2 separate regions of the Mus musculus genome follow, and region 1 is linked to region 2. Evidence: chromatin contacts called from public Hi-C data. All regions are on one chromosome and are shown on one strand. Each heading gives the region's core, a stretch centred on a gene start, on an enhancer-like site or on the middle of the called end of the contact. The rest is flanking DNA. Distances are from core to core; before and after follow the strand shown. Region 1 has its middle 12 kb from the start of A430010J10Rik. Region 2 overlaps Gng12 (guanine nucleotide binding protein (G protein), gamma 12).

Region 1 (7,383 bases), core at 2,016-4,515, 210 kb before region 2:
CTCTTTAGGCGATTTTGTCTATTGTCCTTTTTAATATCCATCTTTTTAATTTCTTCCTTAATCTTTATTGCTTTTTGCTATCTACTGTGTTCCAGATAGGCTACTTAACTGTCTTTTCAAGAGAATTGAGGTATGTAATTAGGTTGTTATGATATTTATTTGATATTACTCAGATTTTTTTCTTTATGATTATTTATTTATTTATTTATTTATTTATTTAATGTATGTGTGTACACTGTCACCCTCTTCAGACACACCAGAAAAACTCATTGGATCCTGTTATAGATGGTTGTGAGCCACAATGTGGTTGCTAGGAATTGAACTCAGGACCTCTGGAAGAGCAGTCAGTGTGTTTAAATTCCAAGCCATGTCTCCAACCCCATGATTTTTTTAATATGAGCCCTTATCTCTATAAGCTTTACTCATAGGACTGCCTTGGCTGCATCTCAGAGGTCCTGATAGGATGGGTTTCCACTATTATTTGTCTCTAGAAATTTTTGTTTGTTTATTTCTCTCTGATTTTTTTGGATGATTCCCTGTTCATATGTTGTTCACTCTTCAGTATTTTTGTGGTTTCTCTTATTTTTATTGCACCATGGTCTGATAGGATACAAACAATTATCTCATTTTTTTACTTGCTCCAGTTCACCAATAGTATATTTTAGCCTTAAAGTTTCTTTACTTGTTTTTAATTAGGAAAACCTATCTAAGTATGAGAATAGACTATCGAAGTTTCCCTCTATATTGTATCAGGATCTTTGTGGTCTTTTATGTCTTTTAGTGTTTGTTTTTATTAAATTAGGAGTTACAATGTTTGGTGCATGAAGGTTTATAATTGTTATATCTTCTTAATGAATTGTTCCATTTGTTAATATGTAATGTCCTTTCTCTTCTAATTAGCTCTAGTTTGAGATTTATTTTGTCTGATAAAAAAATAGCTATGCAAGTTGTTTATGTTTTCCATTTTCTTATAGTTTGTTTTTCATCCTTTGATGTTAAGTTTGGGGTATCTTTACCAGTTAAGTGTGTTTGTTGGATACCTTATACAGTCGTTGTTTCTTATTTTTTTTTTTTTTAAATAAATAAATCTTTTTTTTTTAAATTTTATTTATTTATTATATGTAAGTACACTGTAGCTGTCTTCAGACACCAGAAGTGGGCACCAGATCTCGTTATGGATGGTTATGAGCCACCATGTGGTTGCTGGGATTTGAACTCAGGACCTTCGGAAGAGCAGTCAGTGCTCTTAACCGTTGAGCCATCTCTCAGCCCCTGTTTCTTATTTTTTAATCTAATCCATTAGTCTGTATCTTTTCAGTGATAAGTTGAGACCACTTACATTTAAAGTTATTATAGAAAAGGGTTTGGGGGGCTGGCAAGATGGTCCAGAAGGTAAGAGCACTGACTGCTCTTCTGAAGGTCCTGAGTTCAAATCCCAGCAAGTACATGGTGGCTCACAACCACCAGGAGATCGGACGCCCTCTTCTGGAGCATCTGAAGGCAGCCACAGTGTACTTATGTATAATAATAAATTAATCTTTGGGTTGGAGCAAGCAGGGCCGACCAGAGCAAGTGGGGTTGACCAGAATGAGCAGAGGTTCTAAAAATTCAATTCCCAACATGAAGGCTCACAACCATCTCTTCAGCTACAGTGTACCCATATACATAAAATAAATAAATAAATCTTTAGAAAAAGAAAAAAAGAAAAGGGTTTGCTTTTTCTGTAAATGTGTTAGTCATTTGTTTTGTTTTATTTGATTGTTCACATCATTTTCCTTCTCATTTTAATTGAGTTGCTGTTTTGTATATACTTTCCTTTCCAAGTCTAGTTTATTTATCTGAAGTTGGGCTCTGTTTCGTCTTCCTTTCTGTAAAGTACTCCACTAAGAACTTTCTGTAGGGATGGCTTGGTTCTCATGAGTTGCCTTAATTTGTGTTTGTCTTGTTATCTTTCTGTAAGTTTGGAAAGATGGCTTTGCAGGGGATAGCAGTGTTGGTTCACAGTTGCTTCCTTTCAGAGCTTGACCTCATATCCTCAGAGATCTCATATCCTCAGAGATCTCATATCCTCAGAGATCTGCCTAACTTTCCCTCCTAGGTGCTGGCATTGAAGAAGTGCCTCACCACACCCAAGCTATTTGCTTTCAATGTTTTAATCTCCTTGCTAAATTTCGTATTTTGAACTTTTGCCTTCAATTTAACTGTTACATTCACTTCGGAAGGGTGTCTTGTCAAGGTTCTGAATAGATTTTAGCTTGTGCATCTTTGAATCTTTTATGTGATTGCTAGTTTTTCTAAACAGTAAAACTCTAAATTCTTTTTCAGACATTTCAGCTTTCTCTGTAATAAGTTTGTGTTTTCTTTTCTTTTCTTTTTTTTAAGATTTTATTATTATAATTTAAGTACACTGTAGCTGTCTTCACCAGAAGAGGGCGTCAGATCTCAATCCAGATGGTTGTGAGCCACCATGTGGTTGTTGGGATTTGAACTCAGGACCTTCAGAAGAGCAGTCAGTGCTCTTAACCACTGAGCCATCTCTCCAGCCCACGTTTGTGTTTTAAAGGGGGTTCATCAGTGAGTGATGATAGATCCTGGGTTGTAGTATATTTTTTTTTGTTGCTTTATCATGCTTTATGCTTCTGTTGAAGTGGATTTGTTTTGAAACCATGTTCTTCCAAGTCTATGACCTTGGTCGCCTCTGGATTCTATGAACCTACTAGAGCTAAAATAACAAATTTCAGACCGCTGCAGCGATGTTTGTCTACTATTAGGAGTTGTGGCTAGAGTCAACGGCCTAAAGCAACCTATGGGCGTACAGCTGTACAAACTCCAGGTCCTGCAGTGATCAGTGGGACCCCAGAATCATAACCCCAACCCCACTCTGACCTCAGAGACCTTTGGAAGCAAAGCTCCAGACTCTCAGGGAGTCCTGGATACACAGAAGCCAAACCTCATGCTCTGCACTGACCTATTAGGCCATTGTACTGAACTAGTCTCTATAATTTATTTAAAATTAAGTCATAGACTTTAGTAGAAGGATCTGTTTCTAATTCTGCAGAGAGCGAAGCAGCTCAGTAGCAGCTGCTGGGTGACACGGGTCCCACCACTGTAGGTTTCGCTTTCATTTCTCCTAGGTGCTGGGTTTTTCATGATGATTCCTAAACAAAGGCTCACTTGTTGGCAAGAGACCTGGCCAGTCCTGTACGAGCTATTTGCAAGCCAGGTGGGTTAGCGGAGATTCTGCCTGGCTCTGAGCTCCCTCTACAGGTTGGTAACAGGTTCTACATGATCCTTGCTTAATCTTATTGCTCAGCTTGAACTTTTAGCCCAGGAGTTTGAACTTCACAAATACTCTGACCCCTCAGAGCAGAAACCATTCAGAAAGCATTGCAGTGAGTGAATGAATGAATGAATGAATGAACGAATATAATCAACCTTGATCCAAGCCTGGGTTTAGCTCACATGGCATCATTTGATTTGTTTGCATTTCAGTCACAAAACAGCCAGATCTCTCCAGTTCCAGTGCACTATGACCCTTGGTGCAAACTGTCCTCAACTCTCACAGCACGGAGGAACTTGGGTCAAACCTTGTATTCGTAGGTTTGACTTCAGTCCGATGTGGCCTTTACAGACTTCGGGGAGAATATTTTTTAGCAATCACATATTTAAAGATTGTTTAGTTACAATTCACACACATTTATAAAGTAAGCAATCATAAGTTGGCACTTAATGACGCATCGGACAGAGGGAAGTACGTGCATTTTCTCACCTGATCCATATCAGAAACCTATAACGTAGGAGCAGGGCTTTGAATAAGAATTGTCCCCCCCCCCACCCCCCATAGGCTCGCCTATTTGAAGGTTTGGTTCCCAGTTTGTGAGTAGTTTAGGAAGGATTGGGAAGTGCGGTCTTATTGAAGGAGATATGTCATTGGGAGTGGGATTTAAGGTTTCAAAACCATACACAAGGTCTAGTCTCAAATTTTCTGCCTGCTGCCTGGGAATTAGGATGTAAGGTCTCAGCTACTGCCCCAGAGTCTTACCTGCCTGCCTGCCTGCCTGCCTGCCTGCCTACCTGCCTGCCACCCCATTCCTTGCAATGCTTGTGATGGATTCTCCCTCTGAATCTGTAAGCAAGCCTCAACTAAATGCCTTCCTTTATAAGCTGCCTTGACCATGGAGCTAGCCCGGGAGTGCCTTTGATCTTCAAGGGCCGTCCATTCTTCTAAGCATCAAAAGCTGCTCTTCTTTTCGTCTCTTCCTTTTGCACAGTGTCAGGAGTCACATGCACTCTGAAATCTTCATAGCAGGTTCCAACTTATGCACAGTGTTCCAAGGACCAGCCTGGACTACGTTTGGGTTCCTGAGACTGAGGTCCGAAATCCTATTAGGAAAAAAATTCTAAAAGAGCTGTGTTTCTCTCTATAGATTTTCTGACCAAATCAGAAATCCTGTTAAAAACATTCTAAAAGATTTGTTCACTCTCTAGACAGCTCAGCTCTTTTTTTTTGGGGGGGGGGGGGTTCGAGACAGATAGCTCTGACTGTCCTGTAACTCACTCTGTAGACCAGGCTGGCCTTGAACTCAGAAATCCACCTGCCTCTGCCTCCCAGGTGCTGGGATTAAAGGCATGCACCACCACTGCTCGATTGAGAAGAATCCTTAAAAAAAAGGAAGTGCTATCACTTTTTGCTAGCTCATCTCATGCAGAACAAAAGCCCAGTTTTCTATTTACATATCAATTCAGTTGTTTAGTCCAGGTTCCCTCTTAACCATCCCACAAATCAGCATTCTGCAACTTTTAGTCCCAGGATTGTTAGGAAGTGAAAGCAAGCATAGCTGAGTCCAGACAAGTTGCACTTTTCAGGAAAATGGAGTTGAAACAAGATTGATTACTGGTGGGCAGGAACGCACCAGGAGTGCTTAGATATGCATGACTTGTTAGGTTTCTAAGGCGGCTTAAAAGAGATGGGAAGCAGAAAAAGAGAGGCATCTGACTTTAGACGGGTGGGATCGTGTTCATTGGCTGACACTCACTCACATCCACGGGGGTGGTTGAGAATGCCTGGGCGTGGGGGTAAGATGGCTGTGACCCTTTTTAGGAGTGAAAATGACTGTAGCACTCTTTCCTCCCATAGTCCCTCCTCCCTTTCATGTGGATTTGCCCGGCTGCAGGGGAATCTGGGAATTGTAGTTTTTTTTTTTAGTCAGGAAACTATCAACTCTGGCTTCAATTTAAACCTAACCTCACGTTTGGCTCTGGAAGAGGAATCCTGATCAGCTGTTCTCTTTGTCCCTCTTCCGTTTTCAGCTCTTTCACTGTGAACTTGGCTGTTTTAACTGGCTTACTGGTGGAAGAACTTGGTTAGGGTTTCATGTGGCATAGACTGAAACAGACAATAAAGGCAGAGGTCTTTATGATTATGTTATGTTGCTGCAACACTGTCCTTAGCCACTGCAGCCCCGGAAGTCACAACCTGGTTTGCTGGAGCAGAAGTGACTAGCCTTTTTTTTTTTTTTTAAACCTGTTGAGAATGGAGTCTAGGGTTTTATACACGCCAGTGTTCAGCATCTCCAGCTGCTGGCCAACTGTGTTTCAAATGGGAAAGACAAGACCTTGCAAACAACGTAAAGAATAACTAGCTGGAGAAGTAAATGATTCAAAGAGGAAACACAAAGCTTCGAGTCTCCTCCAAACACTTCCATCTTTTCCCACTTGTTTGCTCCTTGAACGCCTGACTATCTCTTGCCCAGATTTGCCTCATTGTAAACATAAGGTACCTCAGGACCTTGGACATTCTAAGCCTCGCTCTCCCAGTAGTGTACTGTGCCCCGAGCCCAGCTTACTGTTTTTATGCCCTCCGTCCTTATAGCTAGAGCACCTCTGTGTACTGAGGCAGCCATCTGTGCAAACACTTGCAAAGAGTGGCCACTTACTGATCAGCCCCAAGTAGATCCAGACAATTCCTTCATGGTCAAGACTTAACGTTTTGCTAACACTGGGTGGATGACAGGAAATTACACGTATCTCCCTTGGTAATCAGAATGGTAAACAGAAATGTCAGGTAGAATTAAATGACAGCAATGAAGACATGCACAGATCACCTGGGGCGTGACGTGACATCCTGTGCTCACGACCATCGTGTGTTAGCTAATGTGGTGTTAGGCAGTGCTCTCACCCCCTTGGAGGAGACTAATCTCTCTACTTTTGTGTGTATGTGCCCTGGGATCAGAACCAGGTGTAGTGTATGCTAGGCAAGCACCTCTTAAAATGGGCTATACCTCTAACCCTCTTTGTGGTTTAATTCTGAAAGTTAATTGAAATAACCCATCTAAAGGGTTGGAAACATGGGCTAAATGCCAGGCTTGGTTTCTTACTCTTGTTTGTTTCTTTTCTATTTTTAAGATTCATTCAAAAGTCTTTAAATGGTGTGAATATGAATGAGTGTAAGTACCAGCAGAGGATGTCGGATCCTGGGCGGCTGGATTTATAGAAGTTCCGTGTTGTCCTATGTGGATGCTAGGAACCAAACTTGTGTCCTCCGCAGGCACAGCCAGTGTTCTTAACCTCCCAGGTCATCTCCTTAGCTCTCAGGCTGGGCTTTGAGGCTTTGGTTTCTCCCCTCAGAGAAATCTGCTGAGAAAGAAAACTCAATTTGACTTTTTTTTGTCTCAAGCCAGTGCACTAGGTGCTGGCTATACATATCTTATGAAATTTGAAAGGGCCCACAGTGGTGGTACAAAACACACTTTTAGGTAAACATCTGTGGTGTTGACATACCAAGGTACATGAGTCAAGTCTTACTGGTACCAGTCCCACAGTGCACACATTTGCTATTTTCACTAAAAGGTCTCTCATCTTCTCTTATAAACTTTATTATTTAAAAGGAACCTTGAAAATACAATCAAACAACACACATACACCAAAATGAAACAGCTCCAAGGCCTATATACCTCAATGAACTTCTTTTTATTTTATTTTAATTTTTTAAAGATTTATTTATTGATTTGTTATGTATGTGAGTACACTGTAGCTGTACAGATGGTTGTGAGACTGCATGTTGTTGGGAATTGCATTTTTAGGACCTCTGCTCGCTCCGGTCAACCCTGATCGCCCAGGCCCAAAGATTTATTTATTACTATACATAAGTACACTCTAGCTGACTTCAGAAGCACCAGAAGAGGGCATCAGATCTCATTATGGGTGGTTGTGAGCCACCATGTGGTTGCTGGGATTTGAACTCAGGATCTTTGGAAGAGCAGTCAGGACCTTTGGAAAGCAGTCAGTGCTCTTACCCACTGAGCCATTTCGCCAGCCCCTCAGTGAACTTCTATATAGTTAGAACAGCCATTCTGAAGCCATGGATGGAGCTTCACACTGGAT
Region 2 (6,766 bases), core at 3,855-6,354:
ACCACAGGGAATGGCATTTGTGGCCCAGAATTCTAAAGGCAGCAGGCAGAAGTACAATTTTGGGTGGAAGGGGTAGTAGACCTGTATGGTTTCTTCTTGTCTGCATTGATGAATTATAGGTCCTTAACTATGCTGGTCATAAACATTTACCAAGTATTTACTGCATATAAAATACAATGTAGCAAACTTTTTTTTAAAGAGATGTTCTTGTTTTAAAAAAAACTCTTTTTATTTATTTATTTGTTTGTTTGTTTATTTGTTTATTTATTTATTATATGTAAGTACACTTTAGCTGTCTTCAGACACTCCAGAAGAGGGCGCCAGATCTCCTTATAGATGGTTGTGAGCCACCATGTGGTTGCTGGGATTTGAACTCTGGACCTTCAGAAGAGCAGTTGGGTGCTCTTACCCACTAAGCCATCTCACCAGCCCGGCAAACTTTTTAAAAAAGTACTTTGGAATTAACTGCGGATTTCTGTTCTGAACCATTCCTTCCTGACCCTGCCAAGACCACCCTGTGCCTGGGTTTCCTAATCTTAAAATGATGATAGTGATAGAACATATATTTGAGTTGTTAGGAACATTGCAGTTTAAGTCTTAGAATCACAGTTGACTTGCAGGAAGTATAGGACCTATTACAATCTTTCTATGCCTCTGTTTCATTATCTGTAAAATGAACATGATAATTATATCCACATCAAAGGGATGTTTTGTGAGCACTAGGCAGAAAAAATTCATGTGCAGCAATCAGCATATTACCTTCTAAATATTAAGTTTACAATAAGTACTAGTAGGTTTTATTCATAGATTTTAAAAGAAATCAGACACCCAGACACAAACAATAGCTCATGCAAAAAAAAAAAAAAAAAAAAAAAAAAATCCTGTCCTTGAATGGTTTTACCAAAGACATTAACCTTCCTTCACTCCGAGTTCCAATTATCTACAAAATACTGCTGGGTGCTAATTATGCTCCAGAGTGACCCCCCCCCCCCCAAGTATCTGTGATATCTATTCTGACACTTTAGATTGCCCTTTGTCCTCTGTTGGGATGGCACCACATTACTATCTGAGGGGCTATTTGAAAAGCTGGCTTTGTGAAACAAGAACAAGGCAAGAAGAAGCCTTTGGACCCTGGCACTTGGCAGGTAATAGAACAGCTCTGTTTTACCGCATGTGGCTCCAGGAGAAACCCATATTACTGCTGAACTGTGTACAGTTCCTGTTATCACCTGGCAAAGACCTGACCACAGGACTTACATTTGCTGCCAAGAGACCTGTGAGGTTCCCCTGTATTAGCACAAGTAGAATCTTGGACTCTAAATCACATTTATCTGGAAAGTCCACATATGCAAATGCTTGAAGAAACTCCCTGCCTCTCTTCAAGGCAAGCCAGCCACCTCATCCAGAGACAACCAGCTTCTAAAGAGAATTACACAGGCTTGCACACTGTGCAAAAAAAACTTTCTCTATTAGTTGACCATTGATGACACCTAGTGGCTGGTCAAGAGGCCAGCATGTGGCTCCTTCTCTCATTCAAGACGCAGAGAAATGTAACAACATGCCTAAAGTGAAAAACAACTGCAGGAAATGTAGAAAACTTAGATCTCCTGGCAGTAAGCAAGCGCATGCATTCGCAGTGTTATAAAATAGCATGCTAGCTTGCGTGTACCAAGGACTTGTTCATTAAATGGCTTGCCTGGTAAGCTTGAGAACCTGAGATGCCCCCAGCAACCACACATAAATAACTGTGTTCTGTGATACACAGTTGTAATCCTAAAGCTGGGAGATGGAGACAGACAGGCTGACCCCTGAGGCTCACTGGACAGCCAGGTTAGCTTAGTTGGCAAGTTCCAGGCCAGTCATCTGAGAATTATCACTCAACGCTGTACTGTGGCCTCCACACCCAAACCCACTTGCACATTTACCCATACATAGAGATGACTCTGCTGCCAGACACTACCAGGAGCCTGCTGTACACTTGCTTACCATGGAAAAGGCCTACATTGGAGAGTGGCTATCATTAGTCTTGCTTTAAAATTGACAGAATGTGGTTTGAGGTAATAAACCTTGTGCCTTTTTAGGTTATTGGGCTAGATACTAACATACTTTTAATGATTTTCCCCTATTTTTTCCAAAGCGTGTGTTTACTACTGATTGTTCATTTTGTGTGAGGCCTTCACATTACATTAGCTCATACAATCCTAGGAGTCAGAAGGCAGCTTTCAAATGAGGTATTTATGAGAAGGGTTGGAAGAGAGAAAGAATATTCTAATCTTACCCAGGATTTGTGTATATTTGATTTAGCTTCATAGCAGAGGGGAAAAATATACTAGAGTCCTAAGACTCTCATGATAGGAAATGGAAAAATGAACCTCCAAGTGGTTCGAAGATAAGGTGCTGTCTGGGGGAATGCAGCCAGCGCTCAGTGCTTAAGAATACTTCTTTGGAGAAACTCTGGAACCTGAAAAGCCAGACAACATGGCCTCTTGGTTTTATTAATGATTTCAAATGAGTAAAACACTCAACCAACTCACCTGACTACATCAGAGATTAGGCAACTCTCCACTATGCTACCTTCACACCATCTCCCTCATCTACATACACAGCACGTGCTTTCCTTGGTAGGACAAGCAGGAAAACTCTACAGTAATGCCATAAATAAAAAAGCACAGGGTCCAGTCAGGACCAGCAGCCACTGCCCCTTCCTTTATCTGGACAGGAGAGTGGACAAGACCGAAGAGGAAGTTTCTGGTTGCTTTGGAGGCTAAGTTGTGTCACCTGCTGCTTTTCTGGAAGCTGTCTTGTGAGAGGATGTTTTGCTGAGGCAGACACAGGAGAGGCTGTTTTGTTGAGAACACACATGTGGTGTTTTTCTGGAAGCTGTCTTGTGAGAGGGCATGTGGTGTTCTGCTGGAGCAGATGTTTGAGAGGGTGCCTGCTGCTTAGAAAGAATATAAATACAACCCTACCGAGAGAGGATGCTCTCGCACTGGTTCTCTGCAGTGCTTCGCTGGTCTTTGCTGCTGCTCTTGCATTAGTATGCCTTGCACTTTGCTGGTCTCTGCTGATCTTTGTGTGTTGTGACTTTGCAGAGAGAAACACACCACAGAACTTCTCATGGTATTCCGGCTGGTTCTTGCCGCTTCCATGGACTCATGCCGATGGTCAGAGCCTCTCCGTCTCTTCTGGATTGAGCCACTGCTACTGATTTGTGTTTAGTGTTTTGGACGGGACTGATGATATCCTGACAACGAAGATTAGAATTGCCCCAAGGAACTACTTCTAAACAGGTCCACAAATGCTGTTTCCCATTAGCCTTTCTTTTTCCCTACCTCTTTCTGGTTTGTGGGCTGGAAGAGAAGTTGAAATGTTTAAGAACCTTTACAAAAGTAGGTTTTGCACAATCTAAGTTCAATAAGACCTGTAACTCTTGTAAGACTGACCCCTCCAACCAGGGCCTCCACATGGCACAAGAGAAGACCATGGTAAAGAAAGCTGTGCTCTGTCAGTCTGCTCTGTGTGGAAGCTCACACGTAACATCCAGTTCTAAGAGACGAAAGCATCTCCGTAACTCTGCCTGCCATTCCTACCCAAACCCAAGTCCCTGATGTAGGAACTGCTGCAGTCACAGGATTCCTACATTCCTGGCTAGCCGGGAAGCCAGTCTCTGACTTATCTAACTTGACCTATGTACTATAAACATCTTTAGAAAGGACACTGCTACGTTATCTGGCTCATAGAGGCTGCTATGCCCAAAGAATTGAAAAGAAAGTGAGGAATTCCAGAGCCAGAGATGCTTATAAAGTCATCTCGGTTCATTCCTACCCGATATGGGAATTCTCTCGAACTATTATTTTAAAGGGCCAGAGGTCTACAGCTCATTTGTTAAGCGTGCTTCTCCAGCGTGTACAAAGCTCCAGGTCCTGCAATCCTAGCACCTAAGAAGCAGGAACAGAGGGACCAGAAGTTCAAGGTCACCCTTTGTGGTTAGCCTGGGTTCCATAGCTCTGTTTCAACACATGTGTACAGGATTTTTTTGTATACACCTATATATGTATATAGTTAGCTTATACATCTCTCCATTTAGTAGAATATAGTGATAGAGAAGCAAAGACCACAGATCACTCTGATTGTGTGTGTGTGTGTGTGTGTGTGTGTGTGTGACACACAGCCTTATTCTTGCCTTGCTGCAGCCCAAACCTAGGGCCTTATGCATACCAGGCAAGCATTTTACAAAGCTCTGTCTCCAACTCTTTGCTTTTATCTTAGCAAAACCCTGTCTCAAAAATTACAATTCCTTCTAATCTTTCCTGTGTCACTTCAGCAAAAGCATCTCTATGTGGGATTCTTTGTAATACAACTTTTATGAACAACCCACTGTGGTGCTTCTTTGAGGCACAAGTCTCCTTATGCTGCTCAATTAAAGTGGTCCTTTCTCCTTGACTCTTGAGGAGCAGGACCACACAGTCACCACTGACACGAGCACAAGTGCCTTTTACTTAGTCAAATCCTTCCAACTTCAACATCTTACTGTACTTACTTTAATCCCAATCTCCTTCTAAAGGATGGAAGAAAGACAGATACCCAAGCAGGCAGACACACAAATACATAGACATGTATTTCCTATTACTAAGGGCTTCTCTTATATAACTATATTATAGTTAGTCAACTCAGGAAATGAGGGTAGGTCTAACCAACATCCTTATTCAGATTTTGGCAACTGTCCTACAAATGTCTATTATAGTAATTAAGAAAATCTAAACGTATACACTATTTTCAGTGTTCTCTCTCTCTCTCTCTCTCTCTCTCTCTCTCTCTCTCTCTCTCTCTCTCTCTCTCGACAGGATTTCTCTGTATAGCCCTGGATGTCCTGGAGCTCACTTTGTAGACCAGGCTGGCCTCGAACTCAGAAATCCGCCTGCCTCTGCCTCCCAAGTGCTAGGATTAAAGGCGTGCGCCACCATGCCCGGCTTAACACAAATATCTTAGTTGATATTTTATTGCTGAGAAGAGATACCATGACCAAGGCAACATACAAAGTAAAGCATTTAACCTGGGGCTACTTATAGTTTCAGAGAGTTACTTCATTATTAAGAAGGGAAGTGTGGCAACAGCAGACAGGCAAAGTGATAGAGCAGTGGCTCTGAGTTCACATGTGATCTGCATGCTGCAGGCAGAGAGAGAGAGAGAGAGAGAGGGGGAGAGAGAGAGAGGGAGAGAGAGAGAGGGAGAGAGAGAGAGGAGAAGTCAGGGATGGAGGGAGGGAGGGAGGATCAGGTGGAGGAGAAGAAAGGGAGGCTTTTGAACCTCAAAGCCCAGCTCCAGTGATACATCTCCAACAAGGTCTTATCTCCTGATCTAACCCTTCCTGAATAGTCTACCAACTGGGAAACAAATATTCAAATACATAAGACTATAGGAGCCCTTCTCATTCAAGCTGTCACAGAAAGGGTATCTCCTGAGTCCTTCTTTGTATTTGACAATTTGGGTATTTGTTAAGAGTAGAATGTTCCACAATTTGAAACTGCTAGCTTCCTCTTTCTTATAAGGCACAAGTATGTAACTTTGGCAGTGGTACTACAGACACAATTATGCATCACTTTAAAGGACAGGCGAAACGATATTTGGATAAACATTTCCTTGTAAAATTCTGGGAGTATGTTATAATTTTTCTATAATTCTAAATTGAATCCCTGTTAAATACTTATCTACTGGCTTTTCTCTAACAATATCTTTCCTTAACAAATTAAAGGTTGTTGAATATTTTGTTATTGTTAGTACTTATTTTAAGATTTTTAGCTTAGACTGGCCTTGAACTTACTAGGTTATTTTATCCTACTAAGTTTTAAAAATATTTTCTATCTGCACGCAGCAAGGAATTCTGTCTTAGCCTTCCTAGCCCTGAATATTGACATGATATTCTGTCCTTAACTCCCTATGTAGACCAGACTGGCCTCAAACTCGCAGACATCTGCCTGCCTCTGCCTCCCAAGTGCTGGAACTACAGGCGTGTGCTACCATGCCTGGAGCACTGCTGTTTTAATGGCCTTTTAACTTAAAGTATGACTATAAAAAGTCCTGTCCTCTCATGACCCCGAACACATCTGTTTGTTCTCTTGTTCAGTTAGTCAGTTCATATTTACTGAGTGTCTACTCTGAACAAGTGTTCTAGGAATTGGATAAAGTGCTTCAATAAGGACACAAAAGAACTAATACAGAACAGGGTGGACAGTATGAAATACACAGGTGAGAATTTCTGAATATATGGGAGGAGTACTCTAAACCAGCAAGGAAAAGCCTGGTTCTTCAAGAAAGGCAAATAAGCAGGTAAGGCTGGAACTGGGAGCCCAGAGGCAAGAGGGTGGGGCCTCCGAGGCATGGCCAGTTTCATCTTACATCACAACAGGCCTTTGTATCCACGCATGCTACAACTGTGGATTTAATTAACTGTATAGCAAAAATATTCCGGGGGAGAGGGTAGGAAGTCATGTTTGTATTGCACATGTACAGGATTGGGGGGGGGTGTCACTATTCCCTCAACAACACAGCATAACAGCATTTATATAGGACTTGCATTGTATCTGACAGTAAAAGCAATCTACACAGGAGAGGGCCAGGTGTGTTGACACACATCTATAACCCTAGTATTTGGGAAGTCAAAGCATGAGCATTTTGAGGTCAAGCCAATTTGAGATATATATCAAGACTTGTCTCAAAAGTCAATAATGTACATATATGTACATTATTATGCAGGCACATACCATTT

The links. Hi-C and Micro-C count contacts between places; a contact is called where the count stands out from the background.
Region 1: a Hi-C map of bone marrow-derived macrophages shows a contact between it and region 2, with 4 times the contacts expected there. The contact joins two enhancer-like sites. A contact is called at or near these places in 4 of 15 datasets of contacts at CTCF or cohesin (the G1E-ER4 cell line, the NIH/3T3 cell line, large pre-B cells and 1 more), 65 of 484 Hi-C or Micro-C datasets (the 4T1 cell line, the 63-12 cell line, 8-cell embryo and 49 more), 22 of 115 datasets of contacts at active chromatin or transcription factors (the HPC-7 cell line, the NIH/3T3 cell line, acute myeloid leukemia and 13 more) and 1 of 9 other capture datasets (embryonic stem cells).

Annotation. Positions count from the first base shown.
Region 1 is chr6:67,166,248-67,173,630 of GRCm38.p6, reverse strand. No RefSeq gene overlaps it. Among named protein-coding and RNA genes, the nearest start is that of A430010J10Rik, 12 kb to the right of the region's middle. Within about 2 kb of position 3,265, at least 83 of the 459 cell types and tissues checked have an H3K27ac peak or open chromatin away from gene starts, as enhancers often do. A contact at or near this core is called in bone marrow-derived macrophages and granulocyte-monocyte progenitors, where this site is marked.
Region 2 is chr6:66,957,394-66,964,159 of GRCm38.p6, reverse strand. All of the region lies in intron 3 of Gng12 (guanine nucleotide binding protein (G protein), gamma 12), which reads right to left. Among named protein-coding and RNA genes, the nearest start is that of 4930597O21Rik, 37 kb to the right of the region's middle. Within about 2 kb of position 5,104, at least 22 of the 459 cell types and tissues checked have an H3K27ac peak or open chromatin away from gene starts, as enhancers often do. A contact at or near this core is called in bone marrow-derived macrophages and granulocyte-monocyte progenitors, where this site is marked.